2 separate regions of the Bombyx mori genome follow, and region 2 is linked to region 1. Evidence: chromatin contacts called from public Hi-C data. All regions are on one chromosome and are shown on one strand. The core of a region is the stretch at or near the end of the contact, and the rest is flanking DNA. Distances in the headings are between cores, read along the strand shown. Region 1 holds the start of LOC101737686 (cuticle protein 8). Region 2 overlaps LOC101740006 (muskelin).

Evidence for each region. A called contact is a pair of places that touch in the nucleus more often than the background predicts.
Region 2: a Hi-C map of whole pupa shows a contact between it and region 1, with 1.7 times the contacts expected there. The contact joins the enhancer-like site here to the promoter of LOC101737686 in region 1. A contact is called at or near these places in 2 of 7 Hi-C or Micro-C datasets (both in whole pupa).

Annotation. Positions count from the first base shown.
Region 1 is chr19:2,074,232-2,077,573 of ASM3026992v2, forward strand. LOC101737686 (cuticle protein 8) reads right to left here and starts at 1,761. Exons shown (of 3, transcript XM_004926934.5): 1 at 1,611-1,761; 2 at 1,207-1,296; 3 at 1. The coding sequence starts at 1,628. All of the region lies in intron 14 of LOC101740281 (guanine nucleotide exchange factor subunit Rich), which reads left to right.
Region 2 is chr19:2,151,006-2,154,821 of ASM3026992v2, forward strand. LOC101740006 (muskelin) reads right to left here. Exons shown (of 15, transcript XM_062673899.1): 8 at 3,428-3,654; 9 at 2,153-2,316; 10 at 1,444-1,582; 11 at 906-1,094; 12 at 637-831; 13 at 1-153. Among protein-coding and RNA genes, the nearest start is that of LOC101737541, 11 kb to the right of the region's middle. Within about 2 kb of position 2,241, at least 4 of the 8 cell types and tissues checked have open chromatin away from gene starts, as enhancers often do.

The DNA of each region.
Region 1 (3,342 bases), core at 511-3,010:
ACTGAAGAATTGAAAAATATGTTTATTAGACTTGCGCAAAACATCACTTCCCAATGTAATGTGATATGACATCACTTTTACAGATAGGTGATATTACTCGAAAACATTACACATCACTCTTAACATTACTCGGTGCGTTCAAAGTGATGTGTATAAACACATCACTTAGGTAATGATTCGGGTGTATAGATACAATGTATTCGTCGTCACAGTATCTATTGAACGCACCGAGTAATGTTAAGAGTGATGTGTAATGTTTTCATCAATCATTACCTAAGTGATGTGTATAAACACATCACTTAGGTAATGATTCGGGTGTGTCATTACAGTAGTGTATTACAATACAAAGTATGAACTTTGTATTGTAATACACTGTTATATTACTTGACAGATTGACTTACTTAATAATATAATAATTTTATTTTTTACTTAATATAATTTATTGTGGGATGAACGGATTTCATAGGGCGACTTAGACTGCAAATTGAGCTCGACAATAATGTTAATATACGAGAGCAGTAGATGCATTGTTTCGGCGCGATATCTTCAAAGTGCATCCAAGGAGGAATGTACTTTCATTTAGACGCCGTTATTTCTTTCACTTATTAAACACGCATTAAAACAAATAATAAAACTATCTTCAAACAAGTGCTTAAGTAATTCAAATCAAACACAAAAATTAATATGAAATATTACTAAACAATTACGAGCGACTAGCGATTTTACAAAAGTTGCGAATAAAAAATTAAGTAAGTACTTGCGGGGAGCTACCGGCTGGCCGCATGAAAAATATAAACACAAATACCTATATTAAAATTCAGACGTACCATAGGTATAAAAATGTACCTAGCGGCCAGGACATACGGTTCAAAATCACTAGGAATAATTCCGTGTCGCTTGCTCATTTATTTTGCGTCGATCGGTCTGTCTCGGTCGCTCGGTTCCGTTCGTGTATTAAGCAACATTACACGACAAAGAAAGAAACATGTTGGGTGATACTGTGATGTTTGTTTCCTTCGCGTAATGTGTGATGTTGCATTACATCGTAGAGTAATATTACCCGAGTAATATCACTCGCATTACTTACACATGTCTAATGTTTATCCTTTCATTAAAATTAAACCAAACCTTCTCGTCGCGGTTACAACGGATCGGATAAAAAATACGTTCATTATGCTAGCAAATAAAACAGAAATTAACACTTACGATTCTGTCAACAGTCGTAATTGGTATCAGGGATAATGTCGCTGGCGGGTTCGCCAACACGGCTGTAGCTGACACCAAAAGGCAGGCAATCTGGAATATATTGTTTTAGTTTTGTAAACTCGTTACATCGTCAAACATCAATGAATGACTAACTGAAATAGCCTCTTGGGCTACCAGTGAATAGGTCTGGAAAAAACAAAAAATAAAATGAATGACATCATATTATGTTTTAGGGGATGACCGATATTCGTACTGAACATAAAAAGTATGGTTCAGTCTTTATTTTCATAAATGTTAATAAATGCCCAGTTTTCTAACTATGCTATCTTACATGTGGGTCATATTTGAAATTTTAATTTTATTGTCGAAAAAGCTGTTTCCATATTCGTAAATGAACTTCGTACCATAACGTTAGTTTTCATGTTGCTGTTGTTTGTAGTTAGTATTCCAGCGAGCGAAACGAAGTGTACTGATGCACCAAATATTAGCCGATTCGATTTTATACAACACTAATTATTCGGCCCGGTCGTCATAGTGTCGCGCATCCGAATTTCACGCCCGATTTATTCATTTTTTCGTTTTTTTTTCACTACAATTTTGAACTGAACTCAATATAACATGTTTGATACCTGTTGTGTGAACCTAAATTGTAATGATTTAGGAATTAATATGCACGGATGATTCGTACGAAACTAGGACCCGTGTTAATATGAGAAACTTGTTGGATTAGTCCAATTATAAAGTTGAAATAGACTTATTATAGTTGATTTTTTTTAGCACCAAATTTTTGTGACACTTTGATTATTCGACTTGATTTTTTTACGATTTGGAGTTAATGCCTCCATATTCGTTATACATCAGCACTGACCGCTGCAAGAATCGAGTTTATCACCTTTTTTATATGGGAGACCTGTAGAAAATCAAGTAGCGCTCTCGACTCAAATCTTCTTCTTCTTCTTCTTTGTCGTTTCCTCATTACTGAGGGTCGTGACCACCTTGGTCCAGTTTTTGCACCAGCCTCCTCCAATGTTGCCTGCATTCGGCCTGCTTAATGGCGCCCGGGTCGCTGGTGTTTGTGGCCTCCTTGACAATGTCCGTCCACCTAGTTGGGAATCTTCCTCGACTTCTCTTTCCTTCCACTTGACCTACAACTATTAATTTTTCCAAGTTCTCAGGATTTTGTCGAGCAAAAAAAACTCAAATCTACATGAAAGTTATTCTTTAAGAAAATAATAGTTCTTCATTACGAATTTACTCTGTCAGTTAATTTCTGTTCTAGTCTAGTCAGTCTGAAATTTCGGTTGTCAGTTACTATTTTTAATGCTCCTCCAAAAATGTTACTGTTAGTTTTACAATTTATTTCAAATGTGGTTTTGAAAATTCCAAAATACCCTAATTATATTGGTGGGAGAGAAAAATACTATTGTACTTGAAAAATTCAGGGGTCGATTTAGCCCAATATGCGTTTTTTGGGAATCTTTGCTTAATGCCTAAAAAGGCTTAAACTAAAACGCTTGCTTGAATGCTCATTCAGTCATTTGAACCTGAAACCTGATTAAAATTGTGTAGAAGGATATTACGTCACGATGCGATAGATTACAAAAATAACTAACATTACAGCTTAATAATGACCTTAATACAGCTTCGGTGAGTTTGGGATAATAACAGTGACTGATGATATGACATTCGACAGACGTCTTCGCGCCAACGACATTTTTAAGATACGTCTACATATATACAAGTTGCGAAAAATAACATTCGACTTTAACCCCACAGACACAGCCCACTGAGTTTCTCGCCGGATCTTCTCAGTGGGTCGCGTTTCCGATCCGGTGGTAGATTCCGCAAAGCACGACTCTTGCTAGGTTTCGTGATAGCAACGTCATCAGGTTTGAGCCCCGTGAGCTCACCTACATGTTAGGGTGAAGCTGAAATAGCCTCGCAAGGCTGTCAGCTTAGGTAGGAAAAAAAATAGCGTTCGGACTCCATACATCAGCCCGACGAGTTTCTCGCCGGGTCATCTCAGCAGGTCGCGATTCTGATCTGGTAGTAGATGCATTCGCGAAGCAGCTGCCCTCGAGTTGTTAGGTCTCTTTCGGAGCCTCCTGGCTGAGCCCGTGCTCGCCCACTGTCCTG
Region 2 (3,816 bases), core at 991-3,490, 77 kb after region 1:
CATCTCCCGGTAGCAGGCTTCCCGCAGGATGGCGCGCGCCTCGCCCCACACTTGCTCCAGCGACGGCTGCACCAGCCTCAGCGACCACAGGTCGTCCAGCCGCAGGCGCGGGCTGCTCTGTATGCCGGGGTTGCCGCCGAACAGGTAATGTATCTATCAAAACCGTTTAACTAATGAATATCCTGGAATCTAATGCTTTATCCGTAATATGACCCGAGCCCCTGTCGCCGGAGCGGGTACATACATACATAAATATTTAACTTCAAATCGACTTATTGCGATCTTTGGCTTGTACGCCTGGCTGGTACATTAAGTAATGTGCGCAATTAAACAGTTATCAGGTCTCTTTTTACATAAAAAAAATAGTTTCTTAGTACTCCTCTTCCACAAGTGACTAGTGGACTCTTAGTAATTAAAAATATATCTTTTATTTGAATAATAAATAAACGTCATATTTGAATTGAACATAACTATGAAATTACTTTAATTACGATATAGATCGAGGAGGAGATCCTGAGGGCGCTCGCAGATGGGTCGGCTTTGCGCATAACCACCAACGCCGCCATGCTGTGCGCGCCAGATTACTACGGGCTAGGTTTACAAAGAACTTGGCGTAACGCTAAAACGCTCAGTAACCTTGGTGTTAGGATCGTAGACCAGCTGGTGCGCGAACCGGGGGGTGGGGGCCCGCGAGGTGGGGGCGGGGCCGCCGGGCGCGGGCGCGGGGGCCGGGGGGGCGTGCGCGCGGTACAGGCAGCTCCACGTGCGCGTGCGCAGCGACAGCACCCACAGAGTGTTGTACACGCGCTTCTCCTTCTCCTTGCTCATGCCCTGCGAGAGGAATACATACATAGATTATATCAACGTTCAGGACAAGACACGAGTACGCGCGGAGGGTCACTCACGGACAGCACGAACATCTGGTCGGTGTCGGGGTCGAGCGTGGCGCGCTGCGTGAAGCCGGCGGCGGGGGGCGGCGCGGCACCGCAGCGGCACAAGGCGCCGCACGCCCCCGACCCCACCTCGTACCACCACAGGTCCAGCAGGTGCTCCTTGTTGCGCTGCCCCGCGAATATGTACAGGCGCCGCTGCACCTGCGCACACACGCTGACGTCATCCACCCATGCCACAAAAGCATTTTTAAGTTTCGAGGTTTTTTTTATTGCTTAGATGGGAGGACGAGCTCACAGCCCACCTAGTGTTAAGTGGTTACTGGATGTCTGGAGCCCATAGACATCTATAACGTAAATGGGACATCCACTTTGAGATATGAGTTCTAAGGCCTCAGTATAGTTACAACGGCTGCCCCACTCTTCAAACCGAAATGCATTACTGCTTCACGGCAGCAACAGGCAGGGCGGCGGTACCTACCCACGCGGACTCACAAGACGTCCTACCACCAGTAAAGTTTTCAACTATCAAAGCTAGTGGTCCGGCTCTCACCGGGTGGAACAGCATGGAGTGCGAGACCCTGGGCTGCGGGGCGTCCTCGTCGTGCTTGTCGGCCAGCAGCAGCTGCCAGGTGCCGGTGGAGATGTAGTACGCGTACAAGCCCGAATACTGCGGGCTCACTACCTCCTCACTGTAACACACAATTCCACCACACTGTGTTAATCAAGCGAGTGCTTCTCAAATGTGTTCAAGGTTTTTGTTTCCCGAGCGCTATGACATTTCCATATATCATAGAGTACTTAACGGCAGGCAGCAGCTTGTTTCTGCCCCTGACGTTGCTGAAGTCCATGGGCGACGGTAGCCTCTCACCATCAGGTGGGCCGTATGTTCGCATGACGGATGAGTCCACGTATAAAATAGTCCATATCATACTTTAAATAGCAATAATTTAAAGAACAACCAAAAATAATAATAAAAAAGATCACTGACCTCGTCGCAACCTACAGCGTGTGTAAAATTATAAAATGAAAAAATAATCCTGTGCCTAAACTACTGTGAATACATCGAATCATCTTTGCGTCAGCCCTTCGGAACATAAGGTACAGTAAACAAGCACAGTAAACAATAAACATTTTAAATACCACCATGGCTCATGGTGCCATGAGACATGAGGTCTAAGTCTCAGTTCTGTTTCTCACCGTTTACGTAGGAGCGCATGGTAGTGGTATCTTCCTATGCGGTAAAATATAAGACTACATACGTGTTGGCCGGCAGCACTCTCCCCCCGAACACGTATATGGTCTGCGTGTCGGCGTCGATGCACATCTGGTGGTCGAACACCAGCCGCGGCCCCCCCGCGCTCGCCGTGTCGCTGCACACCAGGTACCACTCGCCCGTCCACACGTCGTACATGTACAGGTCGCTCTGGGGGGAGAGGAGGGGAGTCATTATATCACACCAGGTAACACTTGCCCGAAAGGCAAAATGCATATCCGAACTTTTCTTCGTCTGTAGGCGATCTCCAAAAATTCAAATAATTCTTAATGACGCTTGATTGGCTGATGACGGCGTTGCAGGTGAGAGTAGGGAGGGTGGCGAGGGATCTAGTGCGTTTAGTAAGATAGTGTTGCGCCTTGTTACATAAAAGTTAGGACTATACATTAACACGTGAAGCAAAAACATTGTACCCCCTTTTTACTAAAATTGCGCAGATAAATTATAAAATTTCCCACACTAATACAGAATATACAGAAGGAGTGCAGAATGTTATTTTTTTTTAATTATGCATACATTAAATCAATTAAAAAAAACATTACACATACTACCATGTATTTGACACGTATACGCATGCATATTTGTTTATTGTCCAATTTTTCTTAGTATGTGGTCAAATTGAGAATATGAGTAAATATGGAACTTTTTGGCGGGAACGCGAGGAGTGAAGTTGTGTGATTTGTTTTATTTTGTCTATTTAGTGTTTCTTCGGGTTTAAATGTGTAATAACGGTGGTTTATTAATCGTTTAATATCTGTGAAAGTGTACAAATGTGGGAAAATGAAACATAGCCGCTGGACGTAACTTCTCGGGATCCTCCAAAAAGTCCATTGAAAAAATCTCAGTAAAGGACCACCTTTTTATTGAGATTATATTTCATCCCTATATCATCTCATCTCATTTCATTTAATTTCATCCCGGTTGATTAATGTCTCAAATTAATCATCTTCATTTCATTTCACTCCATACTATCATTTTTCATAAAAATAAGAATATAAACTAAAATAAGATGTGACTTAAAGGTGTTAGTTACCAGGTCATAAAATCCCTTAAAAAAAGATTAATATTCTTTGTTTTTATTAATATATTTGTCTAGATGTGTAGTCTTGGCGAAATCTTGGAATGAAGAAGTATAATAATCTTTGACAATAGAACCTTGTTCTATTGTCAAATGAATGATGTTCATACTTATAATTTCAATTAATTATAGTCTAATTTCGACTACTGCGGGACCACTAGGATGCGTCACCGCAGTACTCACATTCATATTGCTGGGCACCCTCTGAGCGTTGTCGAGGTACCGTCCCAGGGTGTAGAGCCGTCTGTGCACGGGATCGAACACCATCTTGTGACAGGAGCGGGGCGTGGGGCCGCCGACGAGACTGCTGTGCCTGCAGAGCAGCGTCCAGCGCTCGCCCTTGGTGCTGTAGGACCACAGGTCGTCCAGGTCCTCGGTCCCGTTCCAGCCACCAAACAGATAGAGGGTGCCTAGAGAGGGGACATTCAAATTCGAATATTTTATCAATATATAAATAAAATTGGAGTTTCTGTTTGTAATATTGAAATAACCGCTTTTTACTACATGCATATGAATGTACGGTACATACACCAAAATAACATTTTTTACAATTTTTGTCTTTCTGTCTGTTT